Linked DNA regions of Sus scrofa: all the other regions are linked to region 1. Evidence: chromatin contacts called from public Hi-C and HiChIP or PLAC-seq data. All regions are on one chromosome and are shown on one strand. The core of a region is the stretch at or near the end of the contact, and the rest is flanking DNA. Distances in the headings are between cores, read along the strand shown.

Evidence for each region. Hi-C and Micro-C count contacts between places; a contact is called where the count stands out from the background. HiChIP or PLAC-seq counts read pairs in DNA pulled down with a chosen protein or histone mark.
Region 2: a contact with region 1 is called in an H3K27ac HiChIP or PLAC-seq map of alveolar macrophages. The contact joins the promoter of GOLGA2 here to the promoter of SPTAN1 in region 1. A contact is called at or near these places in 3 of 47 Hi-C or Micro-C datasets (embryonic fibroblasts and mesenteric adipose tissue) and 1 of 2 datasets of contacts at active chromatin or transcription factors (alveolar macrophages).
Region 3: a contact with region 1 is called in a Hi-C map of heart right ventricle, with 1.7 times the contacts expected there. The contact joins the promoter of ZER1 here to the promoter of SPTAN1 in region 1. A contact is called at or near these places in 3 of 47 Hi-C or Micro-C datasets (heart right ventricle, liver and retroperitoneal adipose tissue) and 1 of 2 datasets of contacts at active chromatin or transcription factors (alveolar macrophages).
Region 4: a Hi-C map of skeletal muscle shows a contact between it and region 1, with 4 times the contacts expected there. The contact joins the promoter of COQ4 here to the promoter of SPTAN1 in region 1. A contact is called at or near these places in 2 of 47 Hi-C or Micro-C datasets (liver and skeletal muscle) and 1 of 2 datasets of contacts at active chromatin or transcription factors (alveolar macrophages).
Region 5: a contact with region 1 is called in a Hi-C map of skeletal muscle, with 2.2 times the contacts expected there. The contact joins the promoter of ZDHHC12 here to the promoter of SPTAN1 in region 1. A contact is called at or near these places in 1 of 47 Hi-C or Micro-C datasets (skeletal muscle) and 1 of 2 datasets of contacts at active chromatin or transcription factors (skeletal muscle).
Region 6: an H3K27ac HiChIP or PLAC-seq map of alveolar macrophages shows a contact between it and region 1. The contact joins the promoter of URM1 here to the promoter of SPTAN1 in region 1. A contact is called at or near these places in 4 of 47 Hi-C or Micro-C datasets (epiblast stem cells, liver and subcutaneous adipose tissue) and 1 of 2 datasets of contacts at active chromatin or transcription factors (alveolar macrophages).

What each region holds. Positions count from the first base shown.
Region 1 is chr1:268,933,672-268,938,798 of Sscrofa11.1, reverse strand. It overlaps SPTAN1 (spectrin alpha chain, non-erythrocytic 1), which reads right to left and starts at 2,679. Exons shown (of 59, transcript XM_013993907.2): 1 at 2,586-2,679.
Region 2 is chr1:268,718,027-268,723,153 of Sscrofa11.1, reverse strand. GOLGA2 (golgin subfamily A member 2) reads left to right here and starts at 1,980. Exons shown (of 26, transcript XM_021069501.1): 1 at 1,980-2,143; 2 at 4,898-5,020. SWI5 (a long non-coding RNA gene) reads right to left here and starts at 2,922. Exons shown (of 5, transcript XR_001306646.2): 1 at 2,620-2,922; 2 at 2,272-2,320; 3 at 150-271.
Region 3 is chr1:269,118,724-269,123,850 of Sscrofa11.1, reverse strand. It overlaps ZER1 (zyg-11 related cell cycle regulator), which reads left to right and starts at 1,972. Exons shown (of 16, transcript NM_001244486.1): 1 at 1,972-2,093.
Region 4 is chr1:268,754,133-268,759,259 of Sscrofa11.1, reverse strand. It overlaps COQ4 (ubiquinone biosynthesis protein COQ4 homolog, mitochondrial), which reads right to left and starts at 2,570. Exons shown (of 7, transcript XM_001928334.4): 1 at 2,218-2,570; 2 at 2,010-2,141; 3 at 584-680. The coding sequence starts at 2,287. TRUB2 (probable tRNA pseudouridine synthase 2) reads left to right here and starts at 1,489. Exons shown (of 9, transcript XM_021069594.1): 1 at 1,489-1,952; 2 at 2,536-2,854; 3 at 3,229-3,360. The coding sequence starts at 2,692.
Region 5 is chr1:269,082,849-269,087,975 of Sscrofa11.1, reverse strand. ZDHHC12 (probable palmitoyltransferase ZDHHC12) reads left to right here and starts at 3,123. Exons shown (of 5, transcript XM_021069717.1): 1 at 3,123-3,269; 2 at 4,983-5,119. The coding sequence starts at 3,170.
Region 6 is chr1:268,795,987-268,801,113 of Sscrofa11.1, reverse strand. It overlaps URM1 (ubiquitin related modifier 1), which reads right to left and starts at 2,675. Exons shown (of 5, transcript NM_001243487.1): 1 at 2,609-2,675. The coding sequence starts at 2,643.

The DNA.
Region 1 (5,127 bases), core at 1,430-3,929:
AGATGTGCTGCCTTGGCCAAGCCATACCCTCTTCTGGGTCTCGGTTTCCCCACTTTTCAAACAGTCCTGAATAATCGTGAATGCACTTTTTTTTCTGGCTGAGCCTGCGGCAGGCGGAAGTTCCCAGACCAGGGATGGAACCTGCGCCACAGCAGTGACAATGCAGGATCCTAAACCCGCTGGGCCACAGGAGAACGCCCCGAAAATACTTTTTAACACTAAACATGCCTCCCCGCCTCCCACATTCCCACAGATTAACTGAGGTTCCTGGTACCAGATGGTTTCTGTAGCCCCTTCCATTCAATAATAAAACAGCATAATTTTGTGAGGCCGTCGGATACGAGAAAGAACCCAAGCTACAAAGATCTGATTTGGACCTGGGTTACGGGGACATTTCCTTTACAAAATACCATTTCCTGTTCAAAACCCAACCACGAGGAATACGCAAAAGAGGCAGAAGGGAGGTGAAGCCAGCTGCTCCTGTCCACTGGCCCCAAGTGATCAGCTCTGCGTGCCTCCACGGCATTCCTGGAGTCAGCATTTGCCGTCAGGGCGCTGCATTCTTCCACCTCCTCGGACCACAGCTGATGGGCTGCAACAGACCCACTGCATGGCTAGCAAAGTCCTCGCATAGCCCACGGAGGATCGATTACAAGGCCGGCCGCCTGCCCACTGTCCTCAGTGCAGGTTCAGCAATGACAGGACTGTGGGCTATTCCTGACATCCACTTCTCAGCATCTGCAGCCGCCATCCACCCCACCCCCCAAAGGGATGAAGGCAGGTAGAGGAAAAATTTCCTCTTGGAAATTCTAACCCAGGGAACCAAAGGCCATACTTAAACAGCAGCGCTCCCCACCTAACCTGTTCATCGATTGCTAGACAAGCTTATAGGGTGAGCCTATGACATATCAGATTTCTCTAATTATTAGATTACTACGCACACACTGCCAAAGATCAAAAACACATCTGAGAATGTTACCAAGCTGATGGTTCACCATAGGCCTCCCTCCCATCTGTCCAGCAGGGACCAATGCTCCTACCGAGTCTCGAGGCTCGGCTCTCCATCTAGGTCCCTGGATAACAGCTAACACACTTTGAGGGTCCCTTTGAGTGAGGCTGGCCTAGTTACTAAAAAAGGCTTACTGTTAATTTCCTGCACACAGCACATTTTTATTTTCCTGTAGCACATTTTTTAAACTTGGCCTTCAATGTGACCTTTCCAAACCTGACATCAGCTGCAAACAAAAGGGAAAATACAGGACGAGTTTGAGGAGCTGGAATCTTGGCTCATGGCTTCATACAGCTGAGTGTTCCCACTGTTCTTCAGATTTTCTGTTTCCTGGCTGCAAGACACCCCCACCCTTCCATCTTTGATACATTCTGCTTTAGTTAAGTCCAATTGCTATGACGACGCAATTTTCAACACATTATGAAAATATTTCATATGCTCTTTCTTCTCTCCTTCCCTAACAGCCATCGTGGTTAAGATTTTCTAAAATATCAGGATGAAGACAGAACAAAGAGTCACAGTCTAGGATCTATTATATAAAAGACATGACAAGGTGTTGCACCTCAACTCAGCCTTCTGGGCTAGTCTAGCTTTTAATTTAAAATATATCCAACCCTTAACCTTAACGAGCCCTTTGTTTAAAATACATTTTATCCCAGTTCATCGAAGAGAATTTTTTTTTTTTCCCAAAGAAGACTTTTAAATGAAAAGCAATTTTCTTTGGGAATCATCAACCAAATTCGCAGGAATAGCTTTCAAACAAAAGGCTGCTCTATCATTAAACACCGGCTGGCTGTAGAATTTCTGACAAATATTCTGTCCTCGACTCGAAAGACCTGGTCTCAGGGTAAAACAAACAAAAAACCCTCTAAGCTATTAAGTTATTTGATTTAGGTCTCCTACAAAGCAAGCGCCGCATCTACCAGTTATTTACAAGCAAATCAGTTGGGGAGGAAAGATATGTTTGTTACAAGGGACGAAAAGGAGATGGCCAATCTCGGACTTTTCTGCATCGAGAAAAGGCCAAGATCGCTACATTGGATGAAATTAAGGTCAAAGAGCCCTTCATCTTCCGCTCTTCCTCCCTCAAGGGCTGGGCCGGCACTGCTGGTCGGCTTTGGAGAAAGGAGCTGCACAAGTCGCTCCCCACCGAGGAGCCAGGATTGGGGGCGGCGGGGGAAGCGCCCCTCGGGGAGAAGAATGGAGAAACCAAGCGGACCAGGAAGCCCCCGCCCCACCTGCCGCAGCCGGATGGGGCAGGGCGGGGCCGAAGCCGGCTGGGGGAGGGGGGTACGGGAGGGACCTGGCGGCCCCCCGCCCCCTCCGCCCAGTCAATGACATTCCTGCGGCCGGCGCCCAGGCTCGGCCCCGCGGCTCCTCCGCAGCCCACGCACCACAAGCCGGTCGCGGCCGGTTCGCCCGGCTCCCCGCCCCACCGAGGGAGCGGCGAGGCAGCCCGGGCTCACCTGTCCGCGCGCTGGCGCGGCCCCGCCCCAGGGGCTGCCCGGCTCCCGGCCCAGGGGTCGACCGCCCTCGGGCCCCGCTCCCGCCCTGGCTCGCCCGCTCCTCCTCTCACCGGCTCCTGGGGGTGAGGGCAGTGGGTGCGTCGGGCCGGGGGTGCTGGGGGAACCGACGGGGCTCTGCGGCCTCCGCTCCTCTCCGTTCGCTCCGCAGCGGGTAGTGGCGGTGACGCGCGCGCCCCGCCTCTTTTATAGGCGGCCGCGCGCGTTCCGGCGGCGAGCGGGCGCGAGCGCGGGGGAAGGGCCCCGGCGCGGCGCGAGGGGCGGGGTCGAGCTCCGGCGGAGCAAAGGGGGCGGAGCTCCCGCCGACTCGCCGCCCGATCGTCAGGCGGAAAGGGTCGAGCGCTCCCGGAAGAAGCCGAAGAGGCAATGCGGGGGAAGAGCCGAGTCCTGCGAGCGCCGCGGGAGGAGGGGGAAGGAGTGCGCGCGCCAGGGGTGGGGGTTGATGGTGCAGTGGTGTCGCTACCTCCGCCCAGGCGGGCTGAGATGCTCCAGCCGCACCGCCCTCCCCGCAGCCAGCATCCTCCAATCCTGCCCCTCCCCGCCCTGCAGAGAATCTTCTGCACCCCACCCACCCCTCCGCCCCTGGGAGCCCTTCCAGGACTGCAGCGAAGGGCGGGGCAGGGCCATTGCTGCAGTCTGGCCGGGGATGCTTCGCGCCCCAGCCGGAAAAACGGCCAGTCACAAAGGGTGAGGTCACCCGTATGCTTCTCTTCCTCTTGCTCCCTTTCCCTAGGAGAAGGCTGGTGCGGGGACCCAAATCAGCCTTCTCTGTTGGGGGTTGGGGGTTGGGGGGTCAAGAAATAGAGGATGGGAAGTTACCATCGTGGCTCAGCGATAACGAACCCGCCTAGTGTCCATGAGGATGAGGGTTCGATCCCTAGCCTCGCTGGGTGGGTTAAGGATCCTGCATTGCTGTGAGCTGTGGTGTAGGTCGCAGAGGCAGATCGGATCCCGCGTTGCTGTGGCATAGCCGCAGCAGCTGTAGCTCCAATTCGACCTAGCCTGGGACCTTCATAGGCCGCGGGTGTGGCCCTAAAAAGCAAAAAATAATAAACTAAAGGAAGAAACCGAAAATGACTTGAGGCTTCGGGTTTGAGGAGGTAATAAGAGATGTCAAATACGATCATCAAAAATTTGGCGTTTATGTCTGTCTTTCTGAGATTTGAAGAGTTAACAATTTCTTAGGCTCTTACATCAACAGCTTCTGACAAGTCGCCAGTGGAACAGGATGCATTAGTCGTATTTTGCAAATGAGACATTAAGATTCTTTTTGCCACAATGAATTGATCTTTCCTTATGTACCAGGCACTCTGCTAAGCATGTCATGTATTAAAATTTTTAAAAATCTCTGCAATAATTTTATGAGATAGTGTTCTTTCCCCATTTTTTCAAAAGAGGACACTGATATCAAAGCTTATTTTCCTGTCCTAGGTCAGGCAGGTAGCCAGAAGAAAAAAGCTAGGATTTCAATCCAGGCAGCCAGAACCTTCTCTTTAAACCCTGTGCTATATACTGCCTTGTCATAGGAAAGGGGAGGCATTGTGATGGTGGATGCTGAGGTGCCAAGAAAAGGAAATAAGATTTCTGGAATTTCTGTTCCTTACAGTCTTAGCAGTTTCAGGGCCTGCCTCTGTAGCTAGAAGCCCTCCAGTATTTAGGAAGCCTTTTCCCCACCCCCACTCTGGTGACAGCTGGGCCACAGCCATTGAGAGTAACACCCAGATCATTCCTGTGCAGTCAGGCAGACCAGGAGCTCTGCAGCTCAGGACAGCCTCAGCCTCCTGGTTACCAGGCACCCCACCCCCTCCCCTGCTGCTGCTGCCGCCGCCGCCGCTGCTGCCGCCGCCGCCGCCGCTGCCCCTTAAATAGCTATGAAGGCCATGGACACTGCACCAGAACTGGGGGCCCAGCCCTGAGCTTCTTGGCCCTCTGCAGTTTGCCTTGTTCCCTGGGCCTGGAATCTGCAATCTGGCTTCTCAGCTGCCCAGGCTGGAGCCCTGATAATGAAGAAAAACTCCCCTCTTCCCTCACTCCATGGGTGTGCAGAGAAAAGAAAAGGAGTGGCCACACCCCAGAAGCAGCTTTCGAGAATCTGGAGGAAACACGTAGGAGCTGAGAGGCATTTCCTGCAATGTTCCGTGTAGAGAAAACAGACCTGGTACCTCCTCCCCGGCCTGTGCATTTCTGGAGGCAGCTGATGGCGTCCACAGTCTCTTCTCCAGTGGGGAGCAGCAAAAGGTTTAAGCAGCTATTCAGATCTGGGTACAAAATGGCCAACACAATAACAGCTCTCCAAAAGGTCCAAAGACCTTCTGCCCTAGCAAAGGACATTAAGGATCTGACCTTGTCACAGCTGGGCCTAGGTTGCGGCTGCGGTTCTGATTCATCCCTGGCCCGGGCACTTCCATAGACCGTGCGTGTGGGAAGGGTGTCAAGGTCCCTGGGCAGAAGCTGTAAAAAAAGGAAGATTTTTCTCTGAAAAAGCTTTCTTTTGAATCACTTTGGCCTCCTAGTCAAATGGGGGTTTTGCTGCTTTTACTGGAGGCAAAACAGATTTGCAACCTTAGAGAGAGCTTCTGTATTGGTACAGAAACT
Region 2 (5,127 bases), core at 731-3,230, 210 kb after region 1:
TAGGAGTCCCCTGGTGGCTTAGTGGGTTAAGGACCTGGCATCATCACTGCTGTGGTGTGGGTCTGATCCCTGGCCTGGGAACTTCCGCATGCCTCGGGTGAGGCCAAAGTAGTTATCTTAAGCACACTGAGGACCCCAAGGAGACTTACTCAGATATGAATTGGGAGATCTCCTTGTCCAGCATGTCCCTCTTCTCCTTCAGCCTCTGAATGTCAAGGTGCAGAGAATCCTCACTGGCTGCATCAGCCTGGTCACACGTGGCAGATGGCCGCTGAGTGGCACAAAGAGTCATTAGCTGGACGGACCAACTATCCGCAATTCAGAACCTACAAGTTGTCCCCCAGTTGCCTGTCCCTGCTTCTGGTTGGTAACAGACACCCTCCACCCAAGAACAGGACTACATTTCCCAGCTTCCCTTGGAAATCGGATGGGATCCTACAGCTAAGTTCTGGCAAGTGGAACTTAATCAGATATGGTGTATGCCACGTCTGGGAATTGCCTTCCAAGGGAGAAGGCATGCTTTTCTGTGGTCTCCCTCCTTCCTGCCAGCTGGAGGGATGCTGGAGTTGAAAGGCGTCCTGGATTATAGAGGGGGCCTGATGATTGTTTAAGCCTTCATTACTTGGGGTTTTCTTTTACTCTCAGCCAAACTCATCTTTACCTGGTCCCCAGTCTGACCCGAGAATCCACTTCAGGTCCACCTCTTGGGTTCTCCTCTCAAATCTATGTTATCCCTGGGTTTATAGTCTCACTGGGTAGCAAAACCCTTCTGTTCATCTTTGTCCTTTCTGGCTCTAAAAGCTTCAAGGGCTGGTGCCTGATACTCGGCTAGTCTTCAGGAAATGGGTGTTGGAGCAACTCTAATACAAGAGACAGAGGCAGACGTGGTTCCCATATTTAGGATAGGGGCTTTTAACCAGTCAACGGACCATGAGTAAATACTAGCTGCCAGGCACAGGCAAAGGCTCCAGAGGTTTAGCAATGGATAAGACATCCAGGCTTGATCCCCTGCCCTCATAGACTGTAGAGCCTCGTCCCAGACATAAAACACCCAACAATTAGGCTCTTCTTCCAGAGAGTCCCATTTACAGCTCTCCTCACAGGTCCCACCTCATCAGAAAAGGCTTCCTGACCACCCCAGCTAAAATGGCCACTCCTCAGTCACTCACGAGCCCCTTGTCCTGATGTTTTCTTTCTTTCTTTCTTTTTTTTGGCTTTTGTTGTTTCAAGGCCGTACCCTCAGCATATGGAGGTTCCCAGCCTCAGGGTCTAATTGGAGCTATAGCTGCCTGCCTACACCACAGCCACAGCCATGCCAGATCTGAGCCACATCTGCGACCTACACCACAGCTCACAGCAACGCTGGATCCTTAACCCACTGAGCGAGGCCAGGGATCGAACCTGCAACCTCATGGTTCCCAGTCGGATTTGTTTCTGCCGCGCCACCACGGGAACTCCCTGTCCTGATGTTTTTAACATCAGTCACCACCCGACATGTTGTACATTTCAGGAATAATATTATGTTCATTGTCAGTCTTATACCCCGGGGCTGTAAACACCATGAGAGCAGGGACTTTGTTTTATTCACTGCTGATTGCCCTGTGTCTATAACAGTCTCTGGCGCATAGCAGGTATTATCTCAAATGAGTCCGTCAAACAGCCAATCAACTAACTGCCATCTGCAAAGTGCTTTGAAGTACAGGGAGCCAAGGGAGTGTCTCACAGAGCCACTGGCCTGAGCCAGAAAGTGGGGCTGAGATTTCTCTGAGGAAGCTCAGCTTTAAAGGATGCGTAGGTATCAGTTTGGCCAAAAGCTGGAAAAACAGTATCCCAGACAGGGGTCAGTGTATCCAAATGCCCAAGACAGGAGAGAGCACATGTGTTTGAGGGAATGAGAGTGGTTTCCAAGGGGGTGGAACGGGTGAGGGAGGGACAGTGGGAGGGAGGGACAGTGGTGTGGAAAGAAGGAAACCAACCAACCACTTGTGGCGCTGGCAGGAAGGAGGAGAGACGGAGCCCACTTGCAGAGCCTGGGGTACCACTGACGAACGCCAGGATGCTCTTTCTTTTTTGAAGCTTGGTGGGCAGGAGGAAAAGAAGGGGAAGGACTGCGAAATGACCTGGACTTTCTCCGCAGAATGAGGTCAGCTGAGGGAAGACCTCGAAGAGGGCAGCGGGTGGGTCAGCCGCTGCTGGGGACGGAGAGGGGGGCTGGGAGCCGAGGGAGCTAACCGGGTGGGAGGGCCGGAGAGGGGGCAGAGGCATACTCACAGGGGATCGGAAGGCCCCGCGGCAGCTTTTGGAAAGTCCTGGTTGAGTCCTGGAGAGGAATCCAAGGGAAAAAGTTGATTGGACCCAGAGTCCGCCTCGGCAGGAAAGCGGTACTCTGGGGGTGTGAGAGGAGGGACAGCCGTGCGGGAGGAGCGACCGCGACTGGATGCTCCCGGGATCAGGGTGGGGTTCCTCGAGGAGGGTATTCGGACAGGGGGTAGAGTGTGGAGGAGCGGATGGAGGCCTCTGGAGCTGATCTCAGGGAAAAGAAAGTTGGGGGCAAAGCTACGGGAGCGAGAGGGACTGGGAAGGGATGTGCTTTCCCCGTGCTGTCCGCTCCTCGCCCACCTCCTCAGCCCTGGGGTTCGGGGCCCCCGACTCGGGGGGGTCTGCAGTGCAGGAGGGTCCAGGGCGAGGGCGAAAAAGAGGCCTCTCAGCCCGCCAGCTATTCCGAATCCTGTGATGGAGACCAGGAGTCGTTATACAGCCAGCTGCGCGCGCACCCTGCGAGAGCAGGCCCCGCCCCTCCCCCCGCCGAGGTGGGCGGGGACCGCGGCTGCGCGCGCAGCCTGTATTATGACTCCACCCGTTCCACCTGGCTCGCGGCGGCCTAGCCACGCCCCCTTTTCCTTTCATCTTTCCAATCGGCCAATGGGATTGGAGAATCTAGGCCACGCCCACGCCGCTGCTGCCTAGAACCGCCCCGGTCCCTCCTTTTCTGGCTCAGTCGCACAGTGGCGCGGTGACTGCCGGAAGCAATTCCGCGGTGGTTGCCGGGATCGTGCTGATGTGGCCCCCCCTTCCCCCGCCCCGTCCCGGGATGTCGGAAGAAACCCGACAGAGCAAATTGGCTGCGGCCAAGAAAAAGGTAAAACACGCGGGGTCGCGGCTCCCTGACTCAGCCCGAGACCCCTTCGATGGCCGGGCCATGGCCAGAGTCTGTGCTGCCTCCAAGGCACACGGGGCGAGCCCCTCGGCGCCCCTTGGCGCCCCCCTCAAAAAGTCTTCTCAGCCAGTCCCGCCCCCTGGCAGCCCAGCCCCCGCCCTCACTCGTCACCCCCGGGTGACTTTGGGCTGGTGACCCCCGGGGCTTCCCGCTTCAGGTTCGGCCCTCGCCTCCCGCCGCCCAGAACCGGACCTCTTGGGCTCCCTGGGCTCCCTAGTCTCCCGGTCTCCAAGGACCTCGGTCCTGGCCTTGCGCTCCCCTCCCCCACCGCGGAGCGGCGACTCGGGCGTCGGGAGGGAGGAGTGGAATGTAGTTACGTCATAATCCCCCTCGGAACTGTCATTACCGCCCGGAGCCCGAGCCCCGGTGTTTGATACTACGACCCGGTCCCCTAGTGTTTTCCCACCCTTTCCGGTTTCTTTGGCCGCGGCACAGATTTCCAGCTTGATGGGAAGTCGGAACTATCGGACCTAGGTCCGACTTGGGTTTCAGGCCCCTTTACTCTAGACTGTACCCCATCCTTGGATGTTGATAGCGTAAAAGACCCCCGCTTTACACTTCACCAGTGATCTCAAAACATGGACATCATCTCTGGGTGGCAATGGGGAGAATGTGTTTTGTTTAGTTTGGTTTTCTCCCTGGTTTCCATCCAGAGAGACTTTCACATTTTTCACCTGAATTTTCTATCTCTAATTCCCTGTGAATCTGAGGCCAGAGTGCCCCTCATTCAGTGCTCTTTGGAGTGAGATCTGCTTATCCTCTGTGGAACAGATCCCCGGAAATTGAACTTCCCAGCTGGGGAATCTTTCCCAAATCATCATCTCAACATCCTAAGTGCCGCAGGATGAAATGTGGGACCGCAGCATCAATTTGGCTTGATTCTCTTGAGAGAGAAGCCTTTCGTATTAATGTAGTTAGGGATGACATTTGCATAGACTCATAAGGTTGTAATAGACTTCTCTCTGAGTTGTCCCCTTTCTGTTACATTTCCAGATTTACTAGGGGTGTTGCTTTCACTGTCTTCTGCCATTAGGATAATGGGTGTGAAAGTTTGATAAGAACTGGTGTGCAGCTCTAACAGGTGTAAGAAAGGACCCTGATGTCTGATTAAATGTTTACTTTTCCACCTCTGCCTCTGGCAGCTGTTGACAGATGTCATAACCCCAGAACTCAGTGTCTGAAGACTGAGTTTAAATTCCCTTATTACCCATTATTGCTTTTTTCCCCCTCCCTAGCCATGTTATCAGTCCCTTTCTTGAATCATGGACAATTATGACACCTGGTAGAGTTGCTGTAACATTAAATCTGATGGCATATGGAAGAGTATTTTGTAATCTTTTTAATTTTATTTTATTTTGGGGGGACCACACCCATGGCATATGGAAATTCCCAGGCTAGGGGTCGAATCAGAGCTGTAGCTGTCAACCTACGCCACAGCCACAGCAATGCCAGATCCGAGGTGCATCTGTGACCTACACCACAGCTTACAGCCATGCCGGATCCTTAACCCACTGAGCGAGGCCAGGGATCAAACCTGCATCCTTGTGGGTACTAGTCAGATTTGTTTCTGCTGAACCGTGATGGGGGACCTCTGTATTTTGTAAACTTTAAAGTAGGATGTGAAATGGGGGGGGCGCACTTATAGTTCTCATGAGTCTCACTGCTTTTCCCTTTTTGCAGTTAAGGGAATATCAGCAGAAGCACAGCCCTGGTGTTCCTGCAGGAGCTAAGAAAAAAAGAAAGATCAAGAATGGCAGTAGCCCTGAGACAACCACTTCTGGGGATTGTCCCACACCTGAGGATGTGAGTCTTGCCTGGCTGGCTTCCGGGGACAACAGTAGAGGGTAGTGGTTAAGATTGTGGAAGAAATGTCAGATATTGGCTAAGAATTTGGGGTCTGAATTCTACCT
Region 3 (5,127 bases), core at 723-3,222, 190 kb before region 1:
GTTCCCGGACTCCTGATGGGATTCGTTAACCACTGAGCCACGAGGGGAACTCAAGCCATAGCAGCAACAATGCCAGATCCTTAACCCCTAGGCCACCAGAGAACACCCTCAATAGACTTTTTTTTTTTTTTTTTGCATTTTTTGCTTTTTAGGGCCACACCTGTGGCATATGGAGGTGCCCAGGCTAGGGGTTGAATTGGAGCTGTAGCCCCAGCCTACATTCGTTAACCACTGAGCCACAAAGGGAACTCCTCCTCAATAGACTTTTTAAAGGATTCAAAATTGTGCGAACACACCTACATATGGTCCAAGACTAAAAGATACTATGCAGAAGGAAAACATCCACAAAATTAGTTTATGAGAATTGGGAAGAGGGTCCTCAAGAAAAGGTTCCTTAAGAAAGTAGACTCTAGGGAGTTCCCGCCTTGGAGCAACAGAAACGATTCCGACTAGGAACCATGAGGCTGCCCATCTGATCCCTGGCCTCGCTCAGTGGGTTAAAGGCTTCCACGTTGCCCTGAGCTGTGGTGTAGGTTGCAGATGTGGCTCAGATCTGGCGTTGCTGTGGCTCTGGCGTAGGCCAGCGGCTACAGCTCTGATTGGACCCCTAGCCTAGGAACGTCCATGTGCCGCAGGTGCGGCCCTAGAAAGAGACTAAAAGACAAAAAAAAGAAAAGAAAAAAAAAAAGAAAAGGAGACTCTAAACTGAGACTAGAAGCAGGAGGAGTGTATACTGGATACAGATGGGAGCAAGAAGAGTTTGGTACGGAAAAACTTACTTGAGTCTATGCGAGAGGAGGGGATCTTTATTATGTATTTATTTATTTTGTCTTTTTACCATTTCTCCGGCGGCTCCAACAGCATATGGAGGTTCCTAGGCTAGGGGTCCAATCGGAGCTGTAGCCGCTGGCCTACGCCACAGCCACAGCAACGCGGGATCCGAGCCACGTCTGTGACCTACACCACAGCTCACGGCAACGCCGGATCCTTAACCCACTGAGCAAGGCCAGGGATCGAACCTGCAACCTCATGGTTCCTGATCGGATTCGTTAATCACTGAGCCACAACGGGAACTCCGAGGGGATCTTTAAAAGAACCAAAAATGCTTCAAATTTTCTTAAATGGAGAACGAAAGCGGGGCGGGGAGCGAGGGGGAGAGGGACAAGAGGCTGGAGAGAGAGAGACGGGGACAGATTATCCTTGACGTCTACCTTGAGGGTGGAAGGCAGGGCAGGGCTCAGACCAGACTTATTCGTTTTGGAAAACTCACTCTGGAACTGTGGAGAGAATGAGAAGAAGGAGCAGGGAGTTCCGTTAGGGGGCTGTTGCAGAAATCCCGAGAAGAAATGGTGGGGGACAGAGCCGGGCACTACCGGAGGAGGAGGGGAGGGGCTGGTTTGAGACCCTTAGGACCAGACGCATGGATGAGGCGCTAAGGAAAACCAAGCGGCCAAGGCCAACTCCCTGTTTCCCAGGCGACAGCCGAGCTGCCGGGGCTGGAGAAGTAGCAGCGCGGAGGGGTAAGATGGTGTCCGCTTTTGGACGCGTGGGTGTGAGCTACCTGCGGAGAAGCCAGGGGTAGATGTTCAACAGGGCGCGGGAGGCAGGGGCTTGGCTCGGAGGCACGTCCGTGCTGACGAGGAAGGTGGAGTCAGTCCGCCCCTAACCGTTCCCTGGGATCTGGGGAACCGCAGGCCGGAGCAGGCCCGGAAGCCGGTGTCACCGAGAGGCTCCCACCCCGTCCCCGGAGCCCAGCGAGAGCCCGTGAGGAGCGCGATCAGGACCGGAACGGAGACCAGATGCTCCCCGCTCCATCCGCAAACCCGGCGGGATCGGAGTCGTCCGGGATTGGAGCCGCCGCGGAGCCCCGGAACCTTCGGCCGCTGTCGCCCCGGTTCGCCGCGGAACCGGTCGGGGGAACCCATTCGCGGTTGCTAAGGGGCGGCCCCGGAAGTGACGCGCCCCGGGTTTGTTGACAGCGGAGGCGGCGGCGGCTGCAGGCTCCGAGCCGTAGGAGCCGGATCGGGGGAGGGGCCGGGCCCGGGAGCCAGCACCCGCCGGCCCTCAGCCCCGCCCGCAGCCCTAAGGGCAAGGTAACGGCCACGGGGTCTCCCCTCCCCGGCGCGACCCCCTCCCGCCCGGGGCTCCCATCCCTGGGATCCCCAGCTCCGCCCCGCAGACCCCCTTCTTCCCCAAACCCTGGCCCTAGCCTGTCGAGATCCCCTGCTTCCCCCGGAGCTCTGGCTCGGAATTCTCCCGGGCCGCATCCTCTGCGCCTCCTTGTCGAGGAAGCATCTCGTCCACTCCCGGGGCCAAGGGATGTATCTGCGTCCTCTCTCTTTTCCCCTCCTGCCTCCGGTGCCTCACCATCGCCACTGCCACCACTTGCAAAGGTCCATCTCGGCGAATGGTGGGAGGGTTCCCTTCTTAACCCCTGCTGCCCCGTCAGAGAAACATGCCATTAAAACTAAACTCCATTCCTCCAGAAAGAAAATGACGCCCTGTCGCTTAGCCCCTACAAAATGGGGGATAAATGCAAGGCTAAAGAGGCTAGCTTCTGCCCCTCCTACCTGTTGGATGAGCTGAAGTTCCCCCAAAGCAGTGCCTGAAAGCTCAGGGACCGCTTGGATTCTAGATAAGCTCCCCAAAGGGATGACAGAGTGTGGGGGGATGCACAGGGTGGGAAAGGGATGGGGTGGGGTTGCAAACCTGAGGGCCAGAGGAGCCTGATAGGTGAGTTGAAAGTGAAACCGACTGTGCTGGCTACTAAAGTTCTGTGGGTGGAACTTGGCTTGGCTGTTTGGCCCAAGCAGTTCAAGATTTCCAGGCTTTGTGCCTGTCAGTGCGTTTGATTTTTACATCGGGGAAGATGCCTGATGCCTCCACAGAAAAATCACCCCATATGAACAAGGGTCACAGGAGGCTATACTTAGAGCAGGAGGTGGTTGCCAGTGGTGAGGGGGTCTCTGTGTTTCAGGTCACTAATTGATTCAGCAAATCATAAATGTATGTAAGGTGACAACAATGTAAGGTAGAGGAAAACAAAGCAGGAAGAGCCATGCAAAGGCTGGGCTTGCCCTATTTTTAGAGGGAGATCAGAGAAGATCTCTAATGTGATATTTGAGCAGAGACCTGAACAGAGTGAGGGAGCAAGCCACATAGCTCTCTGGAAGCTGAGCAAGTGCAAAGGTCCTGAGGTAGAATACCTGATGATTTAAAGAAACAGCCAGATAATGGAGTTCCCATCGTGGCTCAGTGGAAACAAATCTGACTAGTATCCATGAGATGCAGGTTCAATGCGTGGCCTCACTTAGTGGGTTAAGGATCCAGCATTGCCCTGAGCTGTGGTGTAGGTCACAGACGAAGCTCTGATCTGGTGTTGCTGTGGCTGTGGCTGTGGTGTAGGCCAGTGGCTACAGCTCCAATTCGACTCCTAGCCTGGGAACCTCTGTATGCTGTGGGTGCAGCCCTAAAAGGACAAAAAGAGAAAAAAGAAAAGAAAAGGAAAAAGAAACAACCAGACAGAGTTCTCGTTGTGGCTTAGTGGTAATGAACCCAATTAGTATACATGAGCATGCTGGTTCAATCTCTGGCCTCTCTCAGTGGGTTAAGATTCTGGCGTTGCTGTGAGCTGTGGTGTATGTCACAGATGAGGCTTGGATCCCGAGTTGCTGTGGCTGTGGTATAGACTGGCAGCTGTAGCTCCAGTTTGACTCCTAGTCTGGGAACCTCCATATGCCGCAGCCAAAAAAAAAAAATTAAGAAACAGCCAGAGGGAGTGTCTGTCATGGCTCAGTGGTGAACGAACCTGACTAGTGTCCATGAGGACTCGGGTTCAATCCCTGGCCTCACTCAGTGGGTTGAGGATCTGGCGCTGCCGTAATCTGTGGTGTGGGTCGAAGACGTGGCTCGGATCCCTCGTTGCTATGGCTCTGGCATAGGCCGGCAGCTGTAGCTCTGATTCCGCCCCTAGCCTGGCAACCTCCATATGCCGCCAGTGCTGCCCTAAAACACAAAAAGACAAAAAAAAAAAAAAAAAAAAGAGAGAGAGAAAGAAAGAAACAGCCAGAGGACCATAGGGCTGGAGCCGAGTGAAGGAGGGGAAGAGTGGTTGACAAAGACAGAGAAGAGCAAGAGTTCCAGTCGTGGTGCAGTGGGTTAACAAATCTGACGAGGAGCCATGAGGTTGCGGGTTCGATCCCTGCCCCTGCTCAGTGGGTTAACAAATCTGACGAGGAGCCATGAGGTTGCGGGTTCGATCCCTGCCCCTGCTCAGTGGGTTAACTGTAAGCGTTGCCATGCGCTGTGGTGTAGGTTGCAGACACGGCTCAGATCCCACATTGACTGTGGCTCTGGCGTAGGCCGGGGGCTGCAGCTCCAATTAGACCCCTAGCCTGGGAATCTCCATATGCCGCAGGAGCTGCCCTAGAAAAGGCAAAAAAAAAAAAAAAAGACAGAGAAGAGCAGGGGCCAGATGATGGTGCGGAGGATGTCAGAGACTGTTCATGTGATTCAGGGTCCCAGGGTGTCTAAGGGGACACCCTTTCAAAACTGTACTAACTCGAAGTGTCTGGGGTTAGAAAAAATATAGGTTTGTTCTAGATGACAAGTGGCCATTGTGCTCTGGCCTGGCGTTGTAAGTTCGCTTTCTCCATCTTTCTAATGACCCTCGATGGAATAAGTGCAGAAAGGGCAGCCTTAGAGCATTGTAGTTAAATCAAGTCATGCCACGGCTTCCTGGTTGTGAGAACTTGGACGAGGGACCCTTTCCCACCTCCGTTTCCTCGTCTGTGAAATAGGCTTGTTGGGCCAAAGGCGAGGTCATGCACCGAAGCGCTAGCGCGCTAGTTGGCATATACTGAGTCCTCAGTAGATAGCCAGCAAGCCTGCGGATGGCAGTGACCATGGGGAGGGAGTGTTTGCATGTGTCTGCCCTCAAAGCCTTTCTTTTTAGCACCAGCTGATGATGTCACCAGCTCTTGGCTGCCTCCCTGAACTAGGAGAATTTCAGTGAATGGTGGGGGAGACAGTGGGAATGGTGGTTGCATATCCCTCTTATGGTAGCTTGGTCCTGACTTTTTTGACACCAGGAGAAGGTTATAGGGGTCTTTTCTTTTTTAAAGGCCC
Region 4 (5,127 bases), core at 1,321-3,820, 180 kb after region 1:
ACTGAGCAAGGGCAGGGATCAAACCCGAAACCCCATGGACACTAGTCAGGGTCATTACTGCTGAGCCACACGGGAACTCCAGGACTCAGGCGTTGGGAGGGCACCAGCAGGGGCAGGTGAAAGGTCTGGTGAGAGATGAAGGGACAGAGGGCAGCAATGGGACCACACGTCCTAATGGAGCACCTACTACTGACCAGGCCGGTGGCCGGGACGGGGGAAGACTACCACGAGCTAAGGCCATGGTTCCTGCTGGGGGGCACAAGGCAGCTAAAGAGGCCTCAGATGGGATCAGGGTATTCACAAAAGGCACTGAGGGAGGGGATGGCGGGCAGTATGTGTTAACAGACCTCCGTGAAGGCACAAGAGCCCTGTTGCTGGAACTAGGCTGAGGCCATCGTATTGCATCACCCAAGGGTCAACACAGTGTCTATGTGAGTGGTGCCTATGGATTCGGGCAGTGCCCACGGCCACCACTCACGGCCAGGGTATCAAGAAGAGCTCCCCAGAGGAACACAATGCAAGTCCAGACAGACGGGAAGCGCCAAAGAATGCCCTCAATCCCCCAGGCAGAGCTGGGACCTACTGCAGGATCTGGGCACCCTCTGGATCCCTCTTCATCTGGTCCCTGAGGAACTTCAGGGTTCGGCGTCCTGTGGTCTCTCCTAGAACTGCAACCATGTCTGAAAGGAAAGAAATGGGGACACGTGGAGGATGTGATCTTCGGTGGATCGCCTGACCTGGTCTGAGCCTCAATTTCCTACATGAGCAAACAGAATATCTACCTCTAAGTTATAAAGATTCAAGTTAAACATGTAGTGAAGCGCTGGGCACACAGTAAAAGCTCAATATAGTTATGACTGTTATTCATCTGATGGGGGAGGTGGCTCTGGTGAGCACAGTGCTCTGACAAATTTATGAATCACTTTCACATCCATCATTACAACAGAATATCATGTCTCCACGGACAGGGGCCGACTTTGGTATCACAGAGTGCTAGGTTCGACCCCAGCTACAATCACTGTCTAGAGGACCTTGTGCAAACTGCTTCACATTTTTGACCCTCAGTGTCCTAACTTGGAAGTGCAGATAACATCTTTCTTATAGGGTCAATATGAAAAATCAAGAACATCACGTATATAAAACACTGAGCAATGAGCAACCAAAATAAGGGCTTAATGAGCAATTACCATTTTTTTTTTTTTTTTTTTTTTTTTTTTAGGGCCATACCCACAGCATATGGAGGGTCCCAGGCTAGGGGCTGAATTGGAGCCACAGCTGCTGGCCTACACCACAGCTCACAGCAATGCGGGATCCTTAACCCACTGAGCAAGGTCAGGGATCGAACCTGCGTCCTCATGGATCCTAGTCAGATTCGTTACCGCCGTTAACCGCTGAGACACAACGGGAACTCCCAGCATTATTGTTTTTACTAGCAGGAGTAACAGAATTTTCCAGACTTAGAAATCCTGGAGGGGATGAGAAAGGCAGTGTAGGATCCAAGAATGTTCTAGTCAAATGTCTAGCAAGCACTTACGGAGCATTTATTATGTCCCGTGCCCTATCCAAAATGCTACCACTCCAGTGGAGCAGGGTAGTTATGGTTCCCGACCTCATAAAGTTTAATTTCTAAAGGGACGTTATACTTTTACGGGCATAAATCATCTAGCCCAGAGATCCTCAGTGTGGCTGGATGACAGAATCTCCCGGGAAGCAGTTTAAAAAGGCAGAGGCTCAGATTCCACGCCCCTTCCTGCCTCCCTTCCCCACTCCCACAAGATTCGAATTGAGTAAGTTTTAGGGTGGGATCCAGGCATCCGCATTTTATGAATACTGCAAGTGACTGTGAGGTGCAGCTTGGTCTGGGTACCCTGGCCTTGTCTTGTTTCCAGTTACCCAAAGGAAACGGAGGTTTTGACAGTGGCAGGGACCTCCCCGGGACTTCCAAGGCAAGGGTGAGCCTCCCCCCTCCCCCGCCCTCCCAAGAGAACGCCAGGCGCGGGCAGCCTTACCGTGGCGATAAGGGTCGTAGAGGGCCATTACGGCAGAGCCCGCGGCCAACAGCGCCTTCTGCAGCAGGGAAGTGGGGATGTGTTCGGGGTAGAGGAGGCCGGTGCCATGGCTCGTGGCACGAAGGGGCACATCTGCGAGGCAAGAAAAAGGCCGCGCGGTCAAAAGAGCCGGGGGACGCCAGCACGCCGACCAGCCCCCGCCACTTGCCTGCAGCCGGCTGCCCGCGGCCTTGGAAGGCGCGGAGGGGGCGCAGGGCCCCGCGCAGCAGCGTCGCCATGGCAGCGGGTACAGTCGGACGTCCGCGGGAGGATGGGAAGGGCAAGGCCAATGCCCCAGACTTCCCCGACGACGGCGCGCCGGAGAAGTCAAAAGGGCTCGATTCCTACGGCGCGGAGTAGGGTTTTTTTTTGCGGGAGGGGGGAAAGAGCACGGACAGGAAAGGTCTCTATCTCTAAGTATGAAGAAACCCAGGCAATCTAATTCCAAGGATATAAAATTCTCCCCATTTCACCTTGCCCCCCAAAGTGTCTCTAAGGAAGCCCGCCTGGCTTTGGGGTTCAGTGTCGGACCGTACTTTGTTCACCGCAGCACGTTTTCCCCGAGGACAGAAAGACGAGAACCTCTTCCGGCTGCGAAACATGGCAGCGTCCTCTGGAAGGACTCTATTTGGGGAGGGACCATATGGCATTTCCGCCGGGTGCCGCTGTCCTGCGAGCCCCAGACGCGGGCTCCGGGATGGGGTCAGCCGGCCTGGCGCGGCTGCATGGGCTCTTTGCCGCCTACAAGCCCCCGGGGCTAAAATGGAAGCATCTACGGGATACGGTGGAGCTGCAGCTTTTGAAAGGTGAGTGCATCGAGCCAGTCTTAACGATCCCCTTCCCATTTCCCTCGGAGTCTATTTCCGCTTCTGATCCTTGCGGGTAAAGTCAGTCATGTGACCTCGTCGCCTGGGCGGCTGCCTTTTCCTGATCGTCTGTCGTATGCACTCTGTTTGTTGTTCCTCTCTTTCCCCGGTGTTCAGATGGGTAAACAGACTCTATTTTTAGTTGTCATAAGTAGTAGAGTCAATATTTGACTCCAATTCTTGTTCCTAATTGCTACTGATCTCTGCACCCGTGGACTTGGAACTGTCTTATGCATCCCCGTGTTTTCCTGTCCCGCCCACCCCTGGGTGTCCACACGGAATTGATGAGATGCTATTTACATGTGTGTGCTCAGGTCTCAATGCTGGGAAGCCTCCTGCTCCTGAACAGCGTGTTCGCTTCCTGCTGGGTCCGGTGGAAGGCAGTGAAGAGAAGGAGCTGACCCTCACAGCCACCACTGTGCCCTCCCTCATCAACCATCCTCTGGGTAAAGCACATTTAGGAAGGGGCCTGGGTGTCACTTCCCAGGAAATCCCTGCTCAGAATCAGTGTCCTAGCCAGTGCTCAGACTCTTACTGTCCCGAACCAGTGTAGGGTGGCAGTGGGGATGAAGTATTTGACCAGAGATTGGCAAAGTTTCCTAAAAAGGGCCAGATAGTCAATATTTTAGGCTTTGCAGGTTCACCTCTGCCATTGTAGTGCAGAAGTAGCTATAGATAGTATGTAAAGCAGCGAGCCTGAGTGTATTCCAAATAAAGCTTTACTTATGGACACAGACATTTTCTTTTTAATTAAATTTTTTTTTTTCCTGCTTTTTAGAGCCACACCTGCAGCATCTGGAAGCTCCCAGACTAGGGGGTGAATTGGAGCTTCAGCTGCCCGCCTATGCCATAGCCCCAGCAATGCCAGATCTGAGCTGTGTCTGTGACCTACATCACAGCTTACAGCAACTCCGGATCCCTTAATCCACTGAGCAGAGTCAGGGATTGAACCCACATCCACATGGATGCTAGTCAGTTTTGTCAGCATTGAGCCACAGGGGGACTCCCTTCTTGGTTTTTTGTTTGTTTGTTTGTTTGTTTTGAATCATTGAAAAATGTAAAAACCGGTTTAAATGGTAGGCCGTGAAAACCCCAGGACTGGGGATGTGACCTGTGGACTGTAGCTTGCTGGCCCCTTTGTTATCCTGGGACTCCAGGTAGGGATCGAGGCCCTCAGGTAGAACTCCTGTGCAGGGCGTTTTGGGCTCCTGTGAAAGAGTGACATTTTAGTCAATATAGCTGCCCAACAGTAGAACTAGTTCTGAAAATGAACCCCCCCCCCGCTCCACTAGGTGTGATTCAGGCATGCATTGGGAAGGCTAAGGAACTTGACCAGGGACCTCTAGGACCCTTGGACAGAAATATAGTCACTCCACAGTATAATAACAATAAGTATGATGGGTCGAGGACTTATTTTGTATTATACTGTGTTAAGCTTTTCCCAACTACTGCCTTACTGAATCCTAGGAGATGGGGTCTAGTCCCGTTGCACAAATGAGAAAACTGAGGCTCCATGGGAATTTTTTGCTTGCTTGCTTGTTTGTTTTGGCCATGCCCCAGGCATGTGGAAGTTCCCAGGGCAGGGGTCAAACCCGCACCACAGCTATAACTGGAGCCACAGCAGTGACAACACCAGATCCTTAACCCACTGAGCCATGAGGGAACTCTGGGCTCTGTGTTGACATTATGTCATGTACCCTGGATTTGGTAGGCTCCTTTTTTTTTTTTTTTTTTTTTTCCCCCTTTGCTTTTTAGGGCTACACTTGCAGCATATGGACGTTCCCAGGCTAGGGGTCTAATTGGAGCTACAGCTGCCGGCCTACACCTCAGCCATAGCAACAGGATCCCCAGCTGCATTTGCAGCCTACACTACAGCTCACGGCAACGCCTGATCCTTAACCCACTGAGTGAGGCCAGGGATTGAACCTGCAACCTCATGGCTCCTAGTCAGATTTGTTTCTGCTTCGCCACAACGAGAACTCCCTTGGTAGCTTGGTAGGTTCTTAAGCACCCCTTCTTCTCACTTCCTTTTTTTTTTTTTTTTTTGCTTTTTTTTAGGGCCACACTCACAGGATGTGGAGGTTCCCAGGCTAGGGGTCTAATCAGAGCCACAGCTGCCGGCCTATGCCACAGACACAGCAACACAGGATCTGCTCCATGTCTGCCACCTACACCACAGCTCTCAGCAGTGCCAGATCCTTGACCCACTGAAC
Region 5 (5,127 bases), core at 1,874-4,373, 150 kb before region 1:
TACCACCAGTGCCCTCTGTGCCCCTAAAGGACCTCTGAGGCTGCACCCAGTGGGATAGAGCGCTTCCCAAAGAACAGCCTGGACGCGGGTCCCAGATCAAGGGACTCCTTTCTCACACGTGCCAGGTGGGTGTGTCCCCCGCACCCAGTGACAAAAATTCTCTCCTTGACCCAACTGTGAGCCAGGCTCCAAGCCCTCTTCTCCACCAGGCCCCAGCCTTGACCTATAAAAACTGCAGACCCTTCAGCACAAGTGACTTTGTCCACCTCCTCCTCTGACCCTGAAAGACTTAAACACTAACACGGTTTCTAAAAGCTCAAGGTCACGTCCCTAGGATGACCCCAGCCCTCCTTAAAGGGCCTGCCTGAGAAAGCTCCAGCCTGCCCAAAGAATTTACCTTGGTTTTTTTGGTCTTTTCGCCATTTTTAGGGCCGTTCCCACGGCATATGGAGGTTCCCAGGCTAGGGGTCCAATCGGAGCTGTAGCCGCTGGCCTACACCACAGCCACAGCAATGCGGGATCCGAGCCACATCTGCAGCTGACACCACAGCTGACGGCAACGCCAGATCCTTAACCCATTGAGCAAGGCCAGGGATCGAACCCGCAACCTCATGGTTCAGTCGGATTCATTAACCACTGAGCCACGACGGGAACTCCAGAATTTACCTTGTTTTAACTAATACCTGACCACAGGCCCTTAACCACTCCTTCTTAGAACACTTACTAGAAAGGGCTTACAACTGTGAGATCTTCCTCTGGCCCTCTGAGCTGTATCTCTATCTCCTACAAGGACCTGAAAGCCACCCCTTTAATAAGTAATCATCAGGAAGGATCAGATCTCTGTCTCCCAGTCTCTGTGGGAGAAAAAAAACCCACCTTCAATCATTGCCAGCTAGCAGACACAGCTGGCCTAATCAGCATCTGCCCCGACTCACTCTTTAATTTTTCACTGAGTCTCTCCAGGCTTCTGCCCTTCCCCATCTCAACCCCCTCATCCTCCCTTTAAAATACCCAGTCACCCCTATACAAATCAAAGTGGCATTCAGTTCATGCTGGATCCTCTTCCTTATTGCAGTAGCATATTATGATTAAAATCTATCCATGGAGTTCCTGTTGTGGCTCAGTGGGTTACAAACCCGACTAGTATCCATGAGGATGCAGGTTTGATCCGTGGCCTCGCTCAGTGGGTCGGGGATCCGGTTTTGCCCCAAGCTCTGGTCTATGTTGCAGACTGTCTGCTCGGTCCTGAGTTGCTGCGGCGTAGTCCTGCAGCTGCAGCTCTGATTCAGCCCCTAGCCTGATGAACTCCACATGCTCCAGCTGTCCTCCCCCGCAAAAAAAAGAGTTGCAGGTGAGAGACACTTAGCTCAAACACTTACCCTGGTTAGTCAAAGGTGGTAGGAAATTCATTGATTAATGCAGCTGGGACTCTAGCATTAACATCAGCTTCAGGCATAGTTGGATCTAGGGGCCCAATGTTGTTAAGACTGCCTCTTGCTCCCTCTTTCTGTGCCGCTTATCTCTGTGGCTCTTACAATTGGCATCCTTCTCTCCTGCCAGAGTTTCTCTCCACACAGCATAAAGCCAGCTGCCAATCGCCATTATATCCTATTCCTTATTCTTGAGATCCAAAAGAATGCCCCTTTCACGATGCACAGTTTTTGAAGGCAAGAGCCCTGCTCTGTCCCCCTATGCCTGGCAAAGAAATAGAGCTATTCTTTTCTCCTTCAAAACAAAAAAGAATGCCCCTTTCTCTCTCAGCATCTATAGAAGAGTCTCATGGAATGATTTTGATTAGGACCAATCACTGGGGATAATGAGATGGAAACCATATTTGGCATTCTGACATGCGCACTCTGCATCCCACCACCCGATGGAGTGAGGGAAACGGTTTCTCCAAAACCACACTGGATATGAAAGGGAGGTTGAGTTGACAAAAACAGCAAATGTCAGAAAAGTATCCTGCCTTGGTGGGGGCGGGGGGTGTGTGACAATCTGATGGAGAAAGATCCATCTTCCTGGACCTTCTCTGACACCTGGACTGGTGTCAGAGGGAGGAAGATGGGGGAAGGCCCTAGGGACCTCTCGGTGCAGTGTGAGCAGTGAATGATGAGGTTTCATGGCAGACAGCCTGATGCCTTGGGTTGAGCAAGTCAGGAGGGTGTGGGTGCTGCCTTAGAGTGGGGGAGACAGGATGGTCTTCGACTAGACACCATATTCCATTCTGTGATGCTCCAGCCACATCAGCGGGGGCACCATTATCATTCCCACTGCACAGACAGACAACAGAGCTTCGAGTGGTTTCAGTAATTTGCCCAAGCAAATTATAAACGGATAGGAAGAGGCAGTGCTGGAATTTCTTCTTTTTTTCTTTCTTTTCTTTTAAATTATTTTATAGCCACACCAGCAGCATGTGGAACTTCCTAGGCCAGGAATTGAATCCGAGATGCAGCTGTGACCTATGCCACAGCTGCCACAAGGTTGGATCCTTTAACCCACTCCAGGGGTAGGGGATGGAACCTGCGCCTCCACAGCAACCCGAGGCGCTGCAGTCGGGTTCTTACACGATGCCACAGCGGGAACTCCAATGCTCTGGTATTTCTGGCCCTGACCCAAGTTGGGCCTCTCATAGAATCGACACCAGGGACCTCCACTCTGCTCTCACCCATTTGCAACATCTGACGACGAATAGGGTGTCACTAAGGGGCACCAGTGGGCGACTCCTGCCCCCCTCAAGGTCTTGCTCATCACATCTTTCAACGGGACACAATTCTGCAACCTGGAGACACAATACCTGGAGATTTGAAGCGCCCAGGGAGCCGCACGCCTGCATGAGACTGTGGAATTTGGGCGGGTGGTGGAAGTCCAGTAGGATGGGATGAAGCCTCGCGACTACTCGGCTTTCGAAACTTACCTGGCTGGTGGGGGCGGGGGGGGGTTGGGGGAGTTACCGGCTGCGCGCGCGCCGGCCCCGCCCTCAGCCTCTCCAGGCACCTGTTGGCTCGAGGGCTTATTCGGCTGCAGCCGTTGCCCAATAGGTAGCCTCTCTAACCCACGACGGCCCCGCCCACCGCCCGGATCAGCCAATCCCTGGGTAACCGGGGGCCTTCTCGCTCGGAGGGCCCGCCCCTCTGGGCGCTTCTTCCGGGTGGGGCCCCGGGCCGAGGCCATGGCGCCCTGGGCGCTCCTCAGCCCTGGGGTCCTGGTGCGGACCGGGCACACCGTGCTGACCTGGGGGATCACGCTGGTGCTGTTCCTGCATGATACCGGTGAGCCGGACCCCGCGCGACCCCGGACCTACCCTATCCCGCGTGGTTCCCCTGACGTTTGAGTCTCACTGAGTCCCCTGCCGAAACCGAGATCCTGGGATTCACCCGGTCTCTTCCAGCTCCTGAGGCTCCCTCCCCATCTCTCATTCCTAGAGCCACCTACTTTCCGCCTAATACCCAGGTGATCCCTAACTAACCCCAGAATCATCCTGATCCCTGCCGGATACCCTGTCTATTCCAGGACCCACCCGGTGCCCACCAGATCCGGCCTCATCTCCTACCCACCGCCCAACCCTTCCTAGGAATTGACTCCCAAAATTCCAAGGATCAACTAGGTGAAGGACTGGCCTCCTGCTCACGCCCGTGGTCACTAGCTGCCCAAGTCCAGGCTCCCCGACCTCAGGCAAGAGAACACCCCACAGGAGAGCAGCCTGCCCCCCATGTCCTCATTCTTGATTGGTCCCCTGATGGCACTCATTCACCCACGGACCCACTCCCACCCTTACCTGCCACAGGCCAGCTCCCCCTCAAGTTCTCACCCTTCCTCACTACCACCACCACTCCCACCACACCCCAACTCCTCCTTCCTTGCTCCAGCCTAAACCCCTGGACCTGGGGCATTCCTCCCAAGACCTTCTCAGGTCTCCTCCGCTGCCTTCACCCTTTAGTCTAAAAACCTGCTCTGTCTCCCCATGCGATCCCCCTTCCTTCTCCTTCTCTGCTCCCTTTTACAACCAAGGGGCACCAGAGTTGTCCATACTCTGCTCTGGCTGTCTCCTGACCCTCCCTCCTCAGCGCCCCTATCTCTGCCAAACCTTCAGTCACCTCCATGGGCTGGATCCTTCCCAACCTGGGCTCCCCTGTTAACCCCCTGCAGCATCCAAGCCTTGTGGCCCCGCCCCCCTCTATCTCTGTCTGGGGCATCTCAGACCCACCCGTCTCTCCCCATCTCAGAGACAAACCCCTTGGACCTCTTTCCCGAACTCTCCCACACATCCAGTCAAGTCTGGCCCCTTCACCCCCTTACTGCCTCCTGTCCATCTCTCCTTCTCCACCCATCCTGCCCTTGCTTTGTCCAACCCCCCTGGGTAGGCCTCCAGGCTTCCCCTCTGATCCATCTTTACTCCAGCAGGAAGAGGGGGGTGCTTTCAGAAACAGATCTATTGTCAATCAACTATAATTTAAAAAAATTGTTTTTTAATTCTTAAAATACCAAAAAAAAAAAAAAAAAAAGGAAGAAAGAAACAGATTTGGGTGTTCCCATTGTGGCTAAGTGGGTTAAGAACCCAACATTGTGTCCATGAGGATACAGGTTGGACCCTTGGCCTCGTTCAGTGGGTTAAGGATCCAGTGTTGCTGCAAGCTTCGGAGTAGGTTGCAGATGTGGCTCAGATCCCATGTTGCTGTGATTCGACCCCTAGCCTGGGAATCTTCATATACTGCAGGTGCAGACCTGAAAAAAGCTGATCCTGTAACCTTCCATGGTTCCCTATTGCCCTCTAGAGAGAGCACAGACAAACTTTTTTTTTCCTCTTCTGGACCTGGACTTCTCCCTCTGTACCCTATGCAGTGGCCACACCCGACCATCAGTCAAACCCCGTCTCCAGGCCTTTGCTCAGCCAGGGTGACACACTTCCCACCTCCAGCAACACCCCACCCCTGCACTCTCTGTTCCACCGCCCGGGTCTCACTCTCCCTCTCTGGCCTCTCCAGCACTGCGGCAGTGGGAAGAGCAGGGGGAGCTGCTCCTGCCCCTCACCTTCCTGCTCCTGGTGCTGGGCTCCCTGCTGCTTTACCTGGCTGTGTCACTCATGGACCCAGGATACGTGAATGTCCTTCCCCAGCCCCAGGTAACTGG
Region 6 (5,127 bases), core at 1,426-3,925, 140 kb after region 1:
AGATAAAGAACCATCTGGCTGAGTGACCTGTCACTGCTGGGTTCACTAGCCTCCCAGCGAGGGGTTGGCGTTTCTGCTGACAGCACATCTGGAGGGGAAGAAGGTGCAGGCCCAGCTTCTGGAGAGATTCAGGGAGGCAGGCAGGGGCCTGTTTTGGTCCCAGAAGAGGACCTAAGCTAGTCTCTCTTACGTCCTCCGGGACCTGCTAATCAAACTCCATCAAGGAATGACAACCTAAGATGCCTCATTTTCCCCCCACTCCTCAGTTCCCGGTGGGAGGTGTCTGGTGGTACTGGTGGTACTGGTGACTGGCATAGACCTTCCCCAAATGGCCTTCGCTTTTTCTAGTTTACTGTCATCATTTTATCGTCTACATTATCCTCCACCTGCTGGAATGCAAGTTCTGCCTAAAGCAGGGCCTGGTGCACAGCACTCGAAACGTCTGCCGAATGAATGAAGATGCCCATTTCCCCCACTTTTCCTCTGACCTCAATGGCATTCCCTCCCTCTGCCAATACCTCCCAGACGCAAGAAAGAGGTTATGGGAAAAGGCAGAGGGGATCTCACATCTGGGCTGCAGGGACACGAAACACATCTGTCCTACGTATTTTGAATCCTGTGTGACCTGAGACAATGCTCTGTTCAAGAGGCAAGATGAGGACCCTTCATTAACAAGAAGGACAAGGGTGGGTGGGTGGGGTCTTCTAGAGTGGCTATCACGGCTGGTGGGCTGAGAGGACCACATCTGCTCAGGGGAAAAAGGCAAAGTCCGAGCTCAGAACTCTTCAAGGATCGGGGTGGTATCTGGGGACAAAAGGGAGAGAATGATGCGCAAGGTGGCTTCGTTGCAAATCTACTTAGGTTCAGAAGAGGGGTGAAGGAAGTCTGCTAAGAGATGTAGGAAACGAAAGAAAGGCCAGGGGCAAAAAACATGCATTTAGACAGAGACAGAGCGGAGGAATTGGGGCCTGGCATACACATCGGGCATTCTTGCTTCCCGAGAAGCCGCACTGCCCACAGGACACTGTGGTGGTGGTAGAAGGAAAGCCGTCTTGCCTTGTTGGGGCTCACTATTGCTCTTGGGGGGAAGGGAAGCAGCAGTGGTCAGGCTGAAAAAATGGGTACTTAAGCGAGTTTGGAAGCTCTGGAGGGAAAGCACTACATCTCCCCCAAAGGACTTCCCCACTGCTGCCAGCATAGTACCTGGCAGACTGAGTACTGTGCCTGACAGAGTGAGAATGAAAGGTAAGCTGGCAGTAGATAAACCTTAATGCTAGCAACCTGCGGCTTCTCCCTTTTCAGCTCTGCTGAGGCCTGTCAAAGCAGCAAAGGTCCTCCTAGCACCCCCAGGCCATGGGGGCCACAGCTGGGCAAAAGGGTCAGTAAAGCAAAAGAGTCAGGAGGCCAAACCAGCAGAGTTCTAAGTGGACTGATGGGGCCAGACAATACCATCAATTAAACTGCAGTTAACATTCATGAGACTACCTCCCTGTAATGGATAGAAACGCTGAACACTGCGGGGCATGGACAAAGTTCTATTTATCTTTGTATCCTCCGTGCCTGGCTCACTGCCTGGCACATGGTAGGCACTCAATAAATGACTGGTGAATGGACTACTCAATGAAGGGAAAACATGAGAGAAACTGGGGGCATCCAGTGGAAGGGTGGCATTTATGGGCAGAGATTTTAGGTTCCCATCCCACACTACTTTTCCTTTCACATAAGCCTTGACTTGTTTATCTCACACACACAGACAAGTCTAGTCCTAGCTTTCCCATGTGACTCTGGAAAGGATACCACCCATCTCTTAGTGTCTCAGTTTCTTTGCCTCCTCTTTATGCCCTGCGGTGGCTCTCAGCTCTGAAATTATGTGAAAAACCTTCTGTTTGCAGGAGGAAGACGACAGTGGCATAAGGAGACTCCTCGCTGGTTTGAGTCTCTTCCGTTACTGGTGCGTGCGTCCCAATTCTGCACTTTTTAATCTCGTGCATTGTTTACTGTCACGGCTAGTCTCCTTCACTGTGCTACCTTATTGAGCTCCTTATCCCTGACTCAAGACCTGCAGGAGGCACTCAATAAGTTTACTGAATGTACCTGATGGTGTTCAGGTCTGTTTAGCACCCCCGACAGCTTGGGAAAGAGAAAAAAGGAGTCTCGTCATGACCACACATCCCACGAGAAAGCAGCCTCCAAGAACCGTGTAAACGGAACTTTTTGCCCGAAGGAAGACATCGGGGGGAAGGTAGTCCTTCTCGGTCCTGGGAGCTCAGACGCCAGACACATGGGACTGGCCCAAAACGGGGTTGGCAAAGAAGGTGAGGAGGCCGCCTGCTAACCGTCACACCTTTTGGGTCCAGCACGGTGCAGGGCCCTGAGGAGTGCCCAGAGCGCACCTTCACGCCAGGGCATGCGCCTCTATTCCTGAACATACGGCCTCGTCGCCCAGGGAGACCGGACCTCCCGAGCTCTCTGAGGCGAGTGGCGTAGCTTAGGGAAGTCGCCAGAAACCTCGGCGATTCGGTCGTGACAGGCCCCAAGGCAGAGAGAGGGCAATTCCAGGCCCGACGACTTCAATTCACCCCCACGACGCCCCAGTTCTGTGACTCACCCGAACTCCACCTCCACTGACAAGGGCGCCGCCATATTGAGGAAGCCGAGCTCACAGGAAACTCCCTCAACTTCCGGCGCTACTGCCCCGCTTCCGGTCGCCGCGGACGGAAGAGGCGGTGCCGGGAAATCCTGCTCCTCAGCGATTGGACGAAGACCTGGAGCTAAGACCCGAGGCTGGAGGGTCGCGGTACCTGATCGTCTTTGAGATGGTTCCCTCTGCTTTTTAGGAACCGGGTCCAAGCGGCCAGGGCGGGTAGCGACTTGGGTGAGCTACAGCTAGGCGGTGGAGAGTCCCGGCATCTTTGCGCAGTGACTGTGAGCCACTTTACAGTTTATCTTGCTTTAGTTACGTATTCTCTTTAGTCTGCACACCGCTTGGGCAAGGCCGTCCAGATCTTTATTTCCAGCCCGGAAATCTCTCCTGAGCCATCGACTCGCCATCCAACCGCCCCTTTTGCTGTCAGTTTGGATATCACTCATTAAGCAGATATTTTTGCACGTCCTCCGCGTGCCACGGTGATGAACTGCATAAGCAAAGTTCCTGCCTTTAGGGCACTCACAGTCTAGTGGGGGAAATACCAGTCATGCTAGTAAAGCAAAATCTCAAGCTGAAAGAAATTATATGGAGTTATAGGAACTTTAAAAAGAAAAGGACTGGAGTTCCCTGGTGGCTCAGCGGGTTAAGGATTTGGCATTGTCACTGCAGTAGCTCTGGTTACAGCTGTGGTGCGGGTTCCATCTCTGGCCCAGGAACTTCTGTGCTGTGCTGCAGAAGTGGACAAAAGGACTGACCCAGACTAGAGCTAAGCTCTAAAGCCTGAGGAGAGTTAACTGAGGAGAGGTAATCATGAGGGGAGAAAAACCTCTGGGAGCATTCTAGTGAGAGCAGAAAGTGCACAGGCTCTGGGTGGGAGAACATGCTGGAGCACCAAGAGAAGAAAGTGGAAACTGGGGAGCAGAGGATGAATGAGGGTGTGGTAGGAGATGAGGGCGAGAAGGGTGGGCAGGTGCCAAATCATGCCTGTGAGCCAGGTAAGAATTTGTCTCTATTTTGTGTGTGTGTGTGTGTGTGTGTGTGTCTGTCTGTCTGTCTGTCTGTCTTTTTAGGGCCGCACCCACGGCATTTGGAGGTTCCCAGGCTAGGGGTTGAATTGGAGATGTAGCTGCCAGCCTACACCACAGTCATAGCAACACCAGATCTGAGCCGTGTCTGTGACCTAGACCACAGCTCATGGCAACGCCAGATCCTTAACGCACTGAGGAAGGCCACAGATCAAACCCTTGCCCTCATGGACTAGTCGAGTACACCGCTGAGCCACGATGGGAACTCCTAGAACTGGGTTTTGTTGTTGCTCTTCTCTTTTTCTTTTTTGGCCAACTCCCAGGCATGTGGAAGTTCCCTGGGCCAGGGATCCAAGATACAGCTGCAGCAACACTGGATCCTTAACCCACTGTGCCACAGTGGGAACTCCTAGAACTGTGTTTTAAAATATCCTTCTTGGATTCAATGTGGAGAACTGTGGAGGGGAACAGGAAAGGAGATAAGGAGACCCCTAGAGCCTGTTACAAAAGCCCAAGGCATGGAGTTCCCTGGTAGCCAAGTGGTTAAGGACTCAGTGTTGTCACTGCTGTGGTTCTGGTTACTGGTCTGGCTTGGGTTTGATCCCTGGCCTGGGAACTTCACATGCTGTCTGCCCAGCTGAAAAAAAGGGAGGGTGAGTTCCCATCGTGGCTTAGTGGAAACAAATCTGACTAGCATCCATGAGGACACGCATTCGATCCCTGGCCTCACTCACTAGGTTAAGGATCCAGCATTGCTTGTGAGCTGTGATGTAGCCTGCAGATGTGGCTTGGATCTGGCATTGCTGTGGCTGTGGCGTAGGCCAGTGGCTACAGCTCTGATTCGACCGTTAGCCTGGGAACCTCCATATGCTGTGGGTGCAGGCCCCCCCCCCAAAAAAAAGGGAGCGAAGTAGATGTCCCAAGGCATCAAAACCACAGGCTGCTGGTAAACAGTGGATGTGATGATGTAATCACTGCTCAGAGCTGGGAGTTCAACTCAGCTGCCAGCTTTATATCCAGGCCCCACTGAGCAGGAGGGAAGGGCACAGGGCACAACTGTGTTTTTTTGTTTTTGCTTTTTTGTTTTTTATTTTTTTTGTCTTTTTTGCATTTCTAGGGCCGCTTCCACAGCATATGGCGGTTCCCAGGCTAGGGGTCTAATCGGAGCTGTAGCCACTGGCCTACACCACAGCCACAGCAACACGGGATCCGAGCCACATCTGCAATCTACACCACACCTCATGGCAACGCCGGATCCTTAACCCACTGAGCAAGGCCAGGGATCGAACCCGCAACCTCATGGTTCCTAGTTGGATTCATTAACCACTGATCCATAATGGGAACTCCTGCTTTTGTTTTTAAGGCCGTATCTATGGCATATGGAAGTTCCCAGGCTAGGGGTCAAATCAGAGCCACAGCTGCTGGCCTATGGATGCTAGTCAGGGTCTTAACCCT